5 separate regions of the Mus musculus genome follow, and regions 1, 2, 3 and 4 are each linked to region 5. Evidence: chromatin contacts called from public HiChIP or PLAC-seq and promoter capture Hi-C data. All regions are on one chromosome and are shown on one strand. Each heading gives the region's core, a stretch centred on a gene start, on an enhancer-like site or on the middle of the called end of the contact. The rest is flanking DNA. Distances are from core to core; before and after follow the strand shown. Region 1 holds the start of Neurod1 (neurogenic differentiation 1). Region 2 has its middle 38 kb from the start of Gm46751. Region 3 holds the start of Cerkl (ceramide kinase-like). Region 4 overlaps Cerkl (ceramide kinase-like). Region 5 holds the start of Dnajc10 (DnaJ heat shock protein family (Hsp40) member C10).

Evidence for each region. Promoter capture Hi-C pulls out the DNA fragments that hold promoters and counts their contacts. HiChIP or PLAC-seq counts read pairs in DNA pulled down with a chosen protein or histone mark.
Region 1: a contact with region 5 is called in a promoter capture Hi-C map of neural stem cells. The contact joins the promoter of Neurod1 here to the promoter of Dnajc10 in region 5. A contact is called at or near these places in 2 of 39 promoter capture datasets (hippocampal neurons and neural stem cells) and 2 of 115 datasets of contacts at active chromatin or transcription factors (pancreatic cancer cells and stem cell-derived neural progenitor cells).
Region 2: a contact with region 5 is called in a promoter capture Hi-C map of liver, with 4 times the contacts expected there. The contact joins the enhancer-like site here to the promoter of Dnajc10 in region 5. A contact is called at or near these places in 13 of 39 promoter capture datasets (the 3T3-L1 cell line, 3T3-L1-derived adipocytes, the HPC-7 cell line and 7 more) and 1 of 115 datasets of contacts at active chromatin or transcription factors (bone marrow-derived macrophages).
Region 3: an H3K27ac HiChIP or PLAC-seq map of embryonic stem cells shows a contact between it and region 5, with 4 times the contacts expected there. The contact joins the promoter of Cerkl here to the promoter of Dnajc10 in region 5.
Region 4: a contact with region 5 is called in a promoter capture Hi-C map of liver, with 4 times the contacts expected there. The contact joins the enhancer-like site here to the promoter of Dnajc10 in region 5. A contact is called at or near these places in 6 of 39 promoter capture datasets (the 3T3-L1 cell line, the C10 cell line, the HPC-7 cell line and 2 more), 2 of 484 Hi-C or Micro-C datasets (both in liver) and 3 of 115 datasets of contacts at active chromatin or transcription factors (embryonic stem cells, pancreatic cancer cells and stem cell-derived neural progenitor cells).

Annotation. Positions count from the first base shown.
Region 1 is chr2:79,455,309-79,458,008 of GRCm38.p6, reverse strand. It overlaps Neurod1 (neurogenic differentiation 1), which reads left to right and starts at 1,373. Exons shown (of 2, transcript NM_010894.3): 1 at 1,373-1,458.
Region 2 is chr2:79,595,944-79,598,643 of GRCm38.p6, reverse strand. It overlaps a transcript of Itprid2 not described here. Among named protein-coding and RNA genes, the nearest start is that of Gm46751, 38 kb to the left of the region's middle. Within about 2 kb of position 1,348, at least 40 of the 459 cell types and tissues checked have an H3K27ac peak or open chromatin away from gene starts, as enhancers often do.
Region 3 is chr2:79,427,544-79,430,243 of GRCm38.p6, reverse strand. Cerkl (ceramide kinase-like) reads left to right here and starts at 1,256. Exons shown (of 13, transcript NM_001048176.1): 1 at 1,256-1,542. The coding sequence starts at 1,353.
Region 4 is chr2:79,367,936-79,370,635 of GRCm38.p6, reverse strand. Cerkl (ceramide kinase-like) reads left to right here. Exons shown (of 13, transcript NM_001048176.1): 3 at 1,825-1,956. Among named protein-coding and RNA genes, the nearest start is that of Gm22606, 21 kb to the right of the region's middle. Within about 2 kb of position 1,410, at least 109 of the 459 cell types and tissues checked have an H3K27ac peak or open chromatin away from gene starts, as enhancers often do. A contact at or near this core is called in embryonic stem cells, liver and pre-B cells, where this site is marked.
Region 5 is chr2:80,314,118-80,316,817 of GRCm38.p6, reverse strand. It overlaps Dnajc10 (DnaJ heat shock protein family (Hsp40) member C10), which reads right to left and starts at 1,352. Exons shown (of 23, transcript NM_024181.2): 1 at 1,013-1,352.

The DNA.
Region 1 (2,700 bases), core at 124-2,623, 860 kb after region 5:
GGAAAGAGAAAGGAGGCCAACCATTCCTCCTCCTCCTCTGTCACTTTTCTTGGGCTAGAAGGACGGAGGATCATCCATCTGAAAGATTCCTCCTTCAGATGGAGAAAATAAAGACTCCTTATTTAAGAATAGATAAGGCTATTCCACAATAGACTTTGCTTGACTCAAAACACAGAGTCCCCAGAAAGGGAAACAGCACATTGAATAGAGTTTTATTGCAGCTTCTCTTTGAGCTTCTTCTGACCAAGGCCCCAGAGATTGAGCACTAGGGGCTCAAGGAAGGCTGTGATTGAATTATGGTCTGTGTCAGAGATGAAATTCCCACCTCTGGTGCGGGGTTGTTTAATCTTAGCATTCCCTAGATGAGCTAGCTGAGGTCATTCATTACTCCAGGAGCATCTGAAAACCAACGGAGCCAAGGTCTGCTGGCAAAAACTAGCTTTAGACACAAAATTCTAGGGTTTAGAGTTGAAGACTCTTAGTGAAGTCTCTGGGGTAGGAGCAGGTGACCGTTAGGTTTACATTTGGAGTGTTCAAGTGTAGGGTATGGAAGCTGACTTGCAAAGGATTCTAGAAGATGCTCTAGTCAGGAAGGTTGAGTCAAGGCTGTGTTTCCAGATGAGGTCGTTTTTATATGAAATAAATGTTTGCCTAGAGAGGTGATGGAGATTAGAAGCCAGCCACCCTTTGGTGGCAATAAGCAAAGCCTCTGCTAAGAGGTAGAAGCTAAGAGATGGGCCTCTCCAGAGAGAACAAAGTCAAACTGCACCACCGGAGACCATTGTCAAGGGAAGGACCCTTCAGTGCACCTCAGTATCTGGGATTGTGAGTGGTTCACCTCTGTCTACCTCTCTGCGCTAAAGCAGTCTTCAGGCTAGGACATAGACTCAGTGATCTTTCTTTACCTTTCCAGCTCGCCTCCCGCAACCCCCCCCCCCCCCACATGTCCTCTGTCTTCTGCTGCCACAAAGGGTTAATCTCTCCTGCGGGTAAAAACAGGTCCGCGGAGTCTCTAACTGGCGACAGATGGGCCACTTTCTTCTGGCCACAAAGGGGCCGGAATGGAGCGCTCCGCGGCATACAAATAGGCAGGTCACGTGGTTCCCGGCTCTTGGCTGGACCGGGAAGACCATATGGCGCATGCCGGGGAGGAAGGAGCAGGGGCGGAGGTACTGTGGGGGTGAGGGGAGTGGTGGTGGAAGGGGGCGGGAGGAAAGTTCTGGGGAGGGGTGAATGAGGGCGGGAGTCGTTCAGTCTGGACGCGTGCGCGATTGCGGGGCGCAGGGACCTGCTCGTTGCTCAGCTCACGGCCCCGCCCGCGCTCAGCATCAGCAACTCGGCTATATAACCCTAGCGCCCGCGCCACCGGGACACGAGGAATTCGCCCACGCAGAAGGCAAGGTGTCCCGAGGCTCCAGGGTTATGAGATCGTCACTATTCAGAACCTTTTAACAACAGGTAATTATGATTCCTATTTTTTACTCTCCCGAGAATAAAAGCAATAATTGAAGAGCTGTACCTTGGTACTTTGCATGCGCACATTTGTGGAGTCGGTTGTCCCTATATTTGAGATCAGTGTCCCTCCTCGTAATTGCCCACAAGTACTCGCACGTAATGAGTCCCAGCACTCAAGTACCCCCTGCAGGCTTTCTAATTACATTTAATTTTTAATAGTATAGAAGCTTTTAGAATGTTTGGGGAGGGGAGTAACTGTAATTATTTGTAAGCGGTTATTTGAAAGTCCCCAAAGCAAACAACCACTTCCAGTTCTCACTTATTCAGGGGAGAAAAGGAGAGAAAGAGAAAAACAAAACAAAACAAAACAAACAAACAAAAACACCTGCTGCCCATAGTTTTATTTGGTGTACAGATATTTAGGCTCATCGTGCATATGAAACTATCTATTTCAGGAGAATGTAGTACTGGAAAACCGATTGGACTCTGAAATAGCTTAGCTGAAATGTAGGGAGAGGGGGAGAAAAGGAAGGAAATTTTCCTGCTACCTGTTACTGTCCCAGAGGCGGCCAAGTCCCCATGCTGGGGCCAGACATTCAGTTGTTTTACTAAAGGCTTTTTACAGTTCTTATGAGAAGCAGCACCTTCACCATTGCCAGTCGCTGACCATTGTAATTACTCCATCTTTTAAAGGGAGGTTTGAGGCGAACTTTGAAAAGCCCCAATAAAGAGCGGGCGGCCCTTTCAATGGGCTGTTTATTAGAGAGGAGCCTTTTGCACCTGATCCCCAGCGCGTGGGAGAGCCTCGCCTGGGAGCCAGAGCTTTTGTACAAGGTGGGAATTTAGCGGGGGCGTGGGGGGGGGGTGGTGAGGCAAAGAAAGAAAGGCAAGAGAGGGATGGAAGACTTGTGCCCACTTCTGTGGCCAAATGTGTTGTCGATAGGAAAATAATTTGATGGAAACTACCTTTCCTCCTCTGTGCATTGGCTCTCCCTTCCATATAATCTTCTTTAAAAATTGGGGTCAGTGCTAGGAAATTACGTAATGGCTTTTCAATTTATTTAAACCTCTAAGTAGTGCGAAGCCAGAGCAGAGATGAGTTCAGAGTATTCCATTTCCAAACTCATCGTTTTTGTGAGTTGGGAGTGACTTGGGACACAGTCAGAAAACCATGCACTCTGTACGCATTTCCACACAGGGCACCTGGCCAGATAATTGCCCTGCACACAGTTGAGCTGATCACTA
Region 2 (2,700 bases), core at 99-2,598, 720 kb after region 5:
GAGGGGAGGGGAGGGGAGGGGAGAGGAGGAAGGAATATTGACTATTGGCTCACAGAACAAGTAGGACAACATATGGGGTTTAGTTTTTAAGTCTTTGGGCCAAAATCAAAATCACACTTACAACCTTGGTAACCAGAAAGAATCCTGTTCCTGGAATACTTGTAGAAACCTGAGTTAGTCGTAAGCTTCTTAGGAAAGAATTCATCCTTTGTTTGATTCTGCAGTGATTCCTGATGAGAAGGGCAAGCAAGACCCACTCACGGTCAGAGTAGCCAGAGCTGTGCTGTAACTGCAGGTATAAGTATCCCTTGGAACCTTAAACAATCATTGGTTGCGAATGATTTTATTCTGTAGGCAGTGATCACACGAGGCCTGTCCTTGCTGGGTCTTTATCTCCTATGCCAGTTGGTGTTAGCACAACCGACTTCATACACAAGCTTGTGAAACTCAAAGCAGATAGCACTGATGGAATTTCACGGTGTAGATGAGTCAAAGCGGGAATTAACCTAAGTTCCTTTTCGAAATCTCATCAATATTATTCAAAAATAGAAATGAAGGGAACTGAAATGTTAATATTCCAGAATAAAATAATTCCACTCAGTTTAGGCCGTTTGGTCATTTCAAAGTCCAGCTTCTGGTGTTCCTTAAATCAGGCTGCTCACCTTTCCCATGCCAATAAATCTGTTACTGCCTATGGACAAAGATAAAATTCCTCTGTAATCTACTTTCACAAATAGGCTACTGATCAAAAGCTCCATTCAGCACTTTATTAAGATTTTACATTTTATGTGGAGATGAAAAAAAAAAGCTTTCTATAGCCTAATGCCAAGTTCTGCTTCCTGAATTATCTACAACAAACAGCATTAAAATACAACATTTAGAATAGTATCTGGACTCTTCCTGACATTCCAGAGACATACTTGAAATCACTAATGCCAGAAGAAGCTAAAAACAGTGAAGGAAATTACAGAAGTGTTTGACTGCCATCCAAAAGATTCTAACAGTTCACTCAAAAGAAAAAGACTCTCCATTCTACAAGCATCGAAGGCTCTGTGCCAAAGAAGGCTAAAGATTTTAATGGACTGGCAAATATATAGCAAGCGACAAAGTAGTTTTGATCAGTACTAGAACTTTTTCTTTATATTTTCAACTGCTTCATAAGAAAAATTAAAGAAAAGAACCAGGAATGGTTTTTATATGAAGGGCTCCATTCCATCAATCTTTTATAGCAAATAGGGCCTTTCAACACTTAAATCCTGGATTCTCAGGTCTTCCTCATGATCCTGTCTCCACTGGAACACAGGGAACAATTCCTTGGCTTATGAATAAGCATGAAATTTGACACCCTTTCTTTCCCTTTTCAGACATGACTCATTGCTCTTGATGTAATCCCCAAGGTCCTGAGGCTCTTTAAAGCACAGAGACAAAAGCAACATCTTTAATTCAAACTGGTTTACCCAGAGAATTCTGATAGTTCTTCTCCACTGACTTCTTATGCATTATAAAACTAAGTGCTCTGAGTGTCTTGCCTTCCCTTTCTCTGGGGAAATAGATGCCTAAAAGTTACAAAGGGAACAAGACTGGTAGGAGTTGAGTCCAGCTTATCAGTTCTACTTAGCCTCTCATTATCTCCAGGATGCTATTGAACTCTACCTTTGGGAGTATTTTATTTTTAAGGTTTGAGATCTTTTTTTCTTCCAGACTCATCTGCCTTTGGGTACAAAGAACAAGTGAAATGAGGTCTTTCTTAAAAGCCAGTCTCATTTAAAATCTGACTCCTGCTGAGTAAAAATTACCACTCCAACCCTTAGATTTGAAAGGTGCTGCAGTTGATTTAAGGGGTCTTGAAATACCAGAGTGAATTTTGTGGTCTTTCAAGCAATATTCAAAATTTCACTTAGCCGTCATCGAAAATACAAAACAATGAATAAAAGCTAAGGCTATGTTACTATTCTAGAAATACTTGATCCCAAGAGAAACCATTTCTTGCTTTGGAAGATGACAAGAGTGAAGGTTAAACAATCTTTTTTTTTAAGTTGAAAGAAAGAGAGAGAAAGAAAGAAAGAAAGAAAGAAAGAAAGAAAGAAAGAGAGAGAGAGAGAAAGAAAGAAAGAAAGAAAGAAAGAAAGAATAGAAGAGAAAAGAGAGAAAGAGAGAGAGAGAGAGAGAGAGAGGGAGGGAGAGAGAGAGAGAGAGAGAGAAAGCCAACAGAAACAACCGACCGCTCCATTGGACAAGTTATTTCAGCAGATGTTCACTGTCCCAGGGAAAATTCACCCCTACTTTGCAGCTTAGCATTTGCACATTTTGAAGCTTAAATATTTTTTCATTTGAAGTGAACCATATGGTCTGAGTGAGATTATAAATACAAGTGGTTACATTTTACTAAATAAGTACAAAGCAAGAACACCAATAGCTACTACCCAGATTTCTTTTATTTTTTTCCCATATTTTATTAGGTATTTACTTCATTTACATTTCAAATGCTATCCTGAAAGTTCCTATACCCTCCCCCCACCCCACTGCCCCTACCCACCCACTCCCACTTTTTGGCCCTGGTGTTTCCCCTGTACTGGGGCATATAAAGTTTGCAAGACCAAGGGGCCTTTCTTCCCAATGATGGCAAACTAGGCCATCTTCTGCTACATATGCAGCTAGAGACACGAGCTCTAGGGGTACTGGTTAGTTCATATTATTGTT
Region 3 (2,700 bases), core at 7-2,506, 890 kb after region 5:
GCAAGTTTTTAAAATGCCAGGGAGCTTGAGTCTGCCAGACAGCTGTGAACTCAGGATGTTAACTCTAGAAGTGAACTCTTCCTGGAACTGGCACAGCTCTTACCTACCAGTGGCTGCCTATGAGAGACTTAGTGGAAGATGGATGGAATCCTTAAGTAATAGTACAGAAACCCCAGTTTTAAATCACCCTTCAATGCCTGACCACCCCCTCATATAAGGACTTCACAAAACCTCTTTACTTGCCTAGTCTGCAAAAACACTAGGCTCTTGTTTTCTGATTGCAATTCTCAGCCTAAATCCTAGACTTTCAGAGGGAAGTATTTCTGGAACCTGGATTCCATCCCTGGAGATTGCAAATTGATCGTTTTGAAATGTGGCCAGGACAACTGGATTAAACAGCAACCGCCCTCCCCGGGCCACTCTATTGTGCAATCACAGCGGGAGAACTGCCCCTCCTACCAGGAGGAAGTTAACGGTGAGCTCTGGAGGCCTCCTTTTGCATGATGGTCAAGTTTGGGTGAGTAAGCTCTGCTCTTTGCAGTTTGCAGCTGTCGCATCCAGGTAGAGCTAAGGGATCCATACACTACACTATGGAGGTGATTGAAGGTAATATCAACTTTGTGAGGTGTACATTTGTCTATGCAAATCAGGGGTTTACTCTTACTCCTGGGCAGTCAAACAGATGTAGTCACACAGGTAATGTAGCTCCTTGGGGGAATCTCAGAGGACACCCCTGAGAAGATAGACAGAGCCTTGCGCACTGAAACTCCTTTGTGTCTCTTGGCCAGCAACTTCTGCAGTCACCCAGTAAGCAGATTCTTACTGTTCAATTTTATTTTTTTTTATTTATTTATTTATTTATTTATTTATTTATTTTTTATTATTTTTGGACAGTGTCTTACACGTGCTCCCGACGGCTGTAGAACGCACTATTTAGCGCTGGCTGGTCTGGAACTCAACTTCACCTGCCTCTGCCTCCTGAGTGCTGGAACTGAAGGCTTGTGCCACAACTCAGAATTTTGGATTCTCTTTAGATTTATCTGACAAGAACCTGCACTTCATTTAACAAGAGACTAGGTGATGCCTAAGCAATCCAATTTGGGGGATGCCTGGCAAACTCCCGGAGCTCAGCCAGGAAAATTCATACTAGCAGCATGGTCCAGAGAGGACAGTGGCCCTCTCTGGGGGCAAAAGAGAAAGCTCCCGGGGCTCCTCCCTTCCGCCCCGCCTTCCTTCAGGAGCTTTTGGTTGCCTTGGCAGCGTGGGACAAGGCCCAGGCAGTGGCTGTAGCCACACTTCCTTCCCACGAAGATTTCTGGTGGCTCCCCAATTCGGCCCAGCACCGCGTCACCATGTTCCGGGGGAGACGCAGGAGCCGGGTGGGCGCCCTGGAGGAGGCGCCTCCGGAGAACCCAAAGGCAGCTGCTGAACCCGAGCGGGTTTTGCTGCGTGGCATCTTCGAGATCCGGAGGGAAAGCTGCGATGTGGCGTTGGGCGAGCGGGCCCTGCGGTGGCGACGCATCCAGCCCGAGCTCCCGGCTGGTGAGTGGCGGCCCCCTACCTTCCCACGCCCCCCACACCCTGCTGCCGCCACGCCCTTCTGCCGCCACCGACACCCCTCTGACCCTCCGCCCCCAGCCTCCTGTAGGGGTTGTGATTGCAAACCAGGAAGTTGCAGTTCCCCTTCCATCGGGAACAAGTTTTGAAACCCGATTTTTAATGAATTTCTATAGAATATCACACCACAGATTTGTGCTTTACTTAAACTTACCTTCTATTGACTTAAAGTCTTTTTTCTTTTTTTCTTTTTCTTTTTTTTTTTTTAAACAAGAAAATGCGATGCTGCAATTTGCAGTAGAAATATTTCAGGTCGGCTTCAGTTAGACCTGTCTTGGAGAACAGTAGAATGTGGTTCACAGTCTGGTTTTAATTAGCTACGAGTTTATGAAATTAAAAACAGCTGATTCCCCCCACCTTCAGAGGGAAAAAATACTCCTTGTGCCACAGTCTGTCATAGAATGGAAAAGTCATTGTTTGAAAGTTTCTTGTCCAAACGTCTAACTAAATGAAACCATCCAGTCAGGGACCAGAATTAGTGAGGAGTGTGAATTCCACCTGAGCCACATGTGCAGTGCTGTTCACTCAAGCAAAGCTACTTTGGGCTTTAAGCAAAATGTTTTCACGGCCTTTGAAAGCCCAAGGTGAAGAAGTATTTCCCGATTCTTTAGATTCTTTAATATTACAAGCAAGGTGCAGGGATGTGGGATCTTTCTTTTAACCTGTAAATCAGCCTGAGTTGGGGAATATAAATGTAACTAGAATCTCGATTAGCCCAAGGAACCAATTTAAGCTACAAGCTTTTAGAGACTGCAGTGCAACAATACTGCACCCCACCCTCCCTTGTAGGTCACTGCTACAGCACAAAGACAAATAGTGACAAGAGGAAAGAAATCCTGTTTTGTAGTGAGTGGTGACTGAGGAAAAGGAGGTTTAATTAGCACTCCTGGTAATAGAATTTGAAAAGCTCTCATGACAGTTTTATTACTCCAAACTTTGCAAGTGTTTAATTTTGCCCTAAGACCCTTGGTTTTCTTTCTCTTCATACAGAGCACACTAGTTTTCTTTGCAATTAACACCTGATATTTAAACCAGGAGCCTCAGAAACCTGGCACATGTATTTGTAGAAGAGCCCAAGAGGCA
Region 4 (2,700 bases), core at 161-2,660, 950 kb after region 5:
AGTTGAAATTGCTCAGGAAACGCGGGTGTTGACCTGGCTCTGTGTGCTCGCTTACGCTGGCAGCACCTAGAAGTTCCAGCCCTGTCCGACTGTTAATTGGAGAGTAATGAAGAAGGCATTCTGTGTTGAGAAGGAAGCCTCACGCAAATACTACTTTCTTCAAGAAGGCTTTTCCAGAACCCTAAGAAGTAGCACTGCCTCAAACACCCCCAATATACCCCAGGACACCCCCATACACTCCCACCCCCATACACTCCCACCCTACAAACTCCCGTCCCGTCCAGTTCCACCCCCACAAACTCCCATAGTGTTTCATGCCTCTGCTTTGAGTCTAGATGCCCTTGTGCTGTTGCTTCCTACCATCACCATCTTCTCTGGCCAGGTTAGAAAACAAACCTCCCATAAGTCTCTTGAAGGTTGATGTAAGAGAAGGCGATGAACTGGCTTCAGGACACATTTGCATTCTCTGATGGCCACTTTAAGGGGCCTGGGCAGTAGTGTCCACAGCAGAGAGGCCAGGGCAGCTTTGGAACAGTGAAGCACTGACCGGAGTAGCTACGCTGGAGCTATGCAAATCTGGGAAAGCATACTGGCACAGACATGGGGCCCTCCCTGTACCAGAGTGGGTTAGTGGTGAGTGATACACAAGGCCCAGGAGCTAGCACTTGCAATGTAGGATTCTCAGTGCTCATCCAAATAGAAGAGCTGAAAAAAGCGAGGCATGGGGCATGGAAGGGGGGCGGCGGGGTTGGGGGTGGGGGAGTGTCAGCATGTGTGACCAGGAGACCGATGAAGCTCCTTACAAAACAGACCCTGAGGCCTTCCTGAGAATGTCCAAACACTTCAACACGGCTCTTCTGTTCCTCATCCCATGCCCTCCCTGATTTCAAAACAGTATGTAGGACTTAAAAAAGTCTATTACTTCAAATATAATGAAAGAGAAAAATATTCTAAGTATAGTATAAAACACAGTTGGATATAAATGGACATTTACTTTCATTTATCTTTAGTGATGATTTTATTCAAAACGAATGTTAACTGCTTTTGTAACCTTAAAATGCTGTCTTCCGAAAGCAGCTTACTACAAAAGAAATGGTTGTCAGCTTCCGTTTGGCTCCTGCCCTTTCCTAACAACAGACAATTTGCTCTGCACCTGCTCCAAGTGGGTTCTCAGTGCTAAGCGTCTTGCAGAGCCCAGAAAATTGCAATATCAAATCTCAGTCCCAACTGTGAGGCAGCACAGTGACCGATTGCCTCTGAGAGGTGGGTGCTTTCCCAATCCCCAAGGGAGAAGCACTTTCGCCCCTGCTCTCTCCTGGGATTTGAACTCTGACCTAAAGCCCTGTGTTAGCTACCAGCATGCACTGCGCTGGTTGAAAACAGTAACCCCTCCCTGCTTGCTCAATTCTGTCCCTGGAGTCATGGGGAAGGTCAGATGTCAGTAGGCCTGGGGTCAGTAGGTGTCCTGTTCCAGTATATGTAAATATCAAAGGAGAAATGCACCTCCCTGTTTGTCACAGCCCACAGCCTGTCTCCCTCCGTAAAGCAGCGCCTGATCTGTGCGTGGGTCAGCAGGCATCAGCCGTGCTTTCATGTTTGTGAGCTGCTACTGTTGTTTATTTATTTCCTTCTTTCTGTATAAAATGTTCCCTATGACACACGGTTTACTCGAAGAGGGAGCGCATCGTGTTTCACCTGTAGGGAAGCAGCCGGTTAAAATGACGTCACATCCAAGGGAGACTATAAGGCGCAAATAGCAAATGCCATTGAGATATGAGTGGGATATTCTGATGGACAACCTAACCTTACTCATTTTCATTTTAGGTTTCACAAGCAGGCCCAAGGCTCTCAAGATCCTCCTCAACCCCCAGAGTCACAGAAAGGAGTCTGTCCACGTCTATTACGAGAAGGTGGAGCCTCTGCTGAAGCTTGCGGGCATAGAGACTGATGTGACAAGTGCGTCTGTTGGTTTGTTTGTCTGTTTGTGTCTGTGTGTAAGGGTACCACTTAAAGCTCCACAGGGAGCCCTCAGCCATCCTATCTAAGCACGGACGGTGCTCCTAACAGTAGGGCTTTCTTCCTGTGTCCCCTTCCTGTGTCTCGTAACCTGGGCGAGCGTCAGAGCTGCCATTCTTTTATCGTGCTATTTTGTATTGCAATAGCAATATTTTAAACTTCTGTATTGAATGGTTTGGATGTCAAGTTGACACAAGTTAGAGTCATAGAGAGGAAGGAGCCTCAGTTGAGAAAATGCCCACTTGAGATCCTACTGCTGAAGGCATTTCCTCAATTAGAGATGTAGGCGGGAAGGGCCTGAGTTGGCGGTCCTGGGTTCTATAAGAAAGCAGACTAAGCAAGCCGTGAGAAACAAGCCAGTAAGCAGCACGCCTCCATGGCTTCCGCATTCGTGTCTGGCTCCAGGATCTTGCCCTGTTGAGTTCCTGTCCTGCTATTCTTCAGTAACGAACAGCAACTTGGTTTTTGGTTGTGGTGTTTTGTCGAAGCAGTAGAAACTCTGATACAGGTGACTTCTTTCATGGTGACAACCGTTAGGTATTATTTGAAAGGAAACTATGGTTTTTGACATCTTCGAGAAGACGTATGCTACTTTCGAATTTCTGCCTAGTGTTTTTCTGTGGCTCCCTTGGGTTGGTTTTTTGTTCTGACCCTGACCCCTGCTGGTGAGGTCAAAGCTAAGCA
Region 5 (2,700 bases), core at 103-2,602:
TGCCCTTTCTAATACCTCCTCCCTTTCAGCTCCTTCCACGCCTGGAAAGCTTATCAAGTTCCTTTTTTAAATCTAATCTCATTTGTAGAGAATGCCTTCGAGGGAAAAACAAGGAAGCATGAAGCTTTTCCAAGAGGGTTGTACTTTTTTACATAACCGTTTAAGAACATCAGTATAAAAATAGATAACTTAAAAAAGCAGGCCACACAAGTTCTCTAAAGTGTTAGCACCAAGAGAAGATATTTTATAATAATTGCAAATCAATGCAATTTCACTGTAAAGCTCCTGTCTGGAGTAAAAACTAGGAAAACAAAGAGCACCAGGCATTGCTTGAGGGTAAAACCCTAACATTTAACCTTACAGCTAAACTAGTCCTCTTTAATATCTTCAAATGCTTTGGGGGAAAAAAAAAAGATCTAACTTCCCTAACCTCCTCAGTTTCAGCTCTCTTCCCTTAAGTCCGGATATGTTTCTAAGTATTTCTCCTTACCTGGGAACAGGCCTCACCTCACGTCTAACTCCCTTTTTTCACCCGCCTCCCCTAATAGCCCTTTGTAAAATATACTGACAGTAAAACAGAAATACCCAGACTGACAACCATCAGGAAGGAAAACAAATGAAGAACAAATCTCAACAAAGGCGACTTTGGGATAAGGTGTCCCTCGGCTTAGGGTGGGTTCAGGCAAAGCCTGGGAATAACTGAACAGCCTGGGGCCAGTGAGGCTGCAGGTAAACGCAGTGTTAATGAGGGATGCTGCCACCGCTCCAGAGCGGGATCGGGGAGAGGCGAAAGACAGAGGGTACGGGGCTGGCAAGGGTGCGCCTTGAGGTCCCAGGTCGGACCAGGGAGAGAGACCCCGAGTTAGAAAGTGCGAGCAGAAGGGGGCTCGCAGAGGTGGGGTGGAGGGGGCCGTGAAAACCCGGCGCAATGGGGGCACCGAGGCGGTGGGATGGGTCTGGCGTCCTCCCTCCCTGATGCCCCCGCAGTGCGTGGAGCCCGGCCCGCGCCCACCTCGGCGTCCTCAGCTACTGCCCCATCCTCAGGTCGCCGAGCTCCGGACCCGGCAGGACCGGACGCTGCCTGCGAACGCGCGCAGCAGCAATTCTGCCGCTCCCGTCGCGCCGGCGGGGCGGGGCCTGGCGCGGGGCATTGTGGGAAAGGCGTGGGCGAAGGCCGACGGGTGGCCAGCAGGGAGGGACGGGTGGGACCGCCGAGGCTGACGTGGCCTTCTGTGTGGCTGCGGCGGTGGCTGCGGGTCCCGCTCCTAGCCAGAGATAGGGAAGCATCCCGCAGCGCGGCCCACAGGCATCTTGCGGCCGTAGTCAACCGCTGGCGGAAGGAAGGGTGTGAAGCCCGCCTTTTCCGGTCCCGTTGCCAGGGCGACGGGAAAACCCGGGTGGAGAGATCCGGCTCTCTGGAGGTTTGGTTAAAGGGTGGGTATCCTTGAAAGGGCAGATTTGGCAGAAAGTGGAGAACTTGTCTGAATTGACCCCGTTGCCAGGGACCGGACAGAATAATTAAAGTTTTCTAGAAATAAAATTGTTTACAACTTTTATGTATCAACAAATATGAAGCGTTCTACAGGATTTCTGGATTTGTGAATCTGCCTTCTGATCCTCTCCTTTACTGGATTTGTTACAGAAACTGCAGTGTTTGAGTCATGACACTTTGACCGTTGAAGTAGACACATTAAAGTCCCTGAAAGAGGAAGTGATGGAAGCTGGTGGTAGTGATTTGAAATAAGTAGAAATTGATAGTGAGTCTTTGGGTAGTTAACCAGATGTCAGTTAATAATTTTATGGCTGTAGGACCTGTTGCTAAACCAACATATTGTAGGAAAGAAGCGGAAGTATAACGAACAAAGGCAGAAATATCAGAAAGAGCCTGAAGTAGCAGCTGTTAACCTGTACCAGGAACTGGCCGAAGTACACACGCGTTAACTCAGCCCTAAAATATTCTCGGGAGATACAGCTGATTATCATACACATGTCAAAATGGAAAATAAATGGGTAACTAAAAATTGAGGAAAATAAGATTAACACTTAAACAACCTAGTTCATTATGCCACGGTGATCCAAAACTCCTTAGAAAAAAATCTAAAAGCAAAACAGAGAACTGAAGAATCAAGTGGAAACTAATAGGTTTTTGTTACCATAGTGAATACATTTCAACTTATATTTTTAGATGGTAAGGAAGCTTCTTAAAGCTTTATTGTAAAGGACTGGAGTTGCATCTTACATAGTTTGCAACTCCTGAAGGGAGGATTCAAAGGAGATGCTTAGGAAAGGAAAAGCAGAGAAAACACAGACACACAGGCAGCATGCCACAAGTAATTTAAAGCAGTGTGTAAAACATTTTCTCTTCTCTGGGATATGTACTGGTGGGTAACAAGAGCAAAGACTTTCTGCTCCTAATAAATTGGATGATAGAGGGACACATTAGCCTGTTAGTTATTCAAATATATCTGTAATTAGGAAGGAAAAAATATGAAACACAGATCACAGTAAGACCAAAAGGTAGAAACGACCATCCAACAGCTTTCAGCTCATTTTAAGAGGTTTTATGGCTCAGTGGTTAAGATTACTGGCTGCTCTTCCAGAAGACAGAGTTCAATTCCCAACACCCACATGGCAGCCCACAACTATCTGTAACAGCAGTTCCAGAGGCTCTGGCACTCTTGCACAGACATGTAGGCAGAA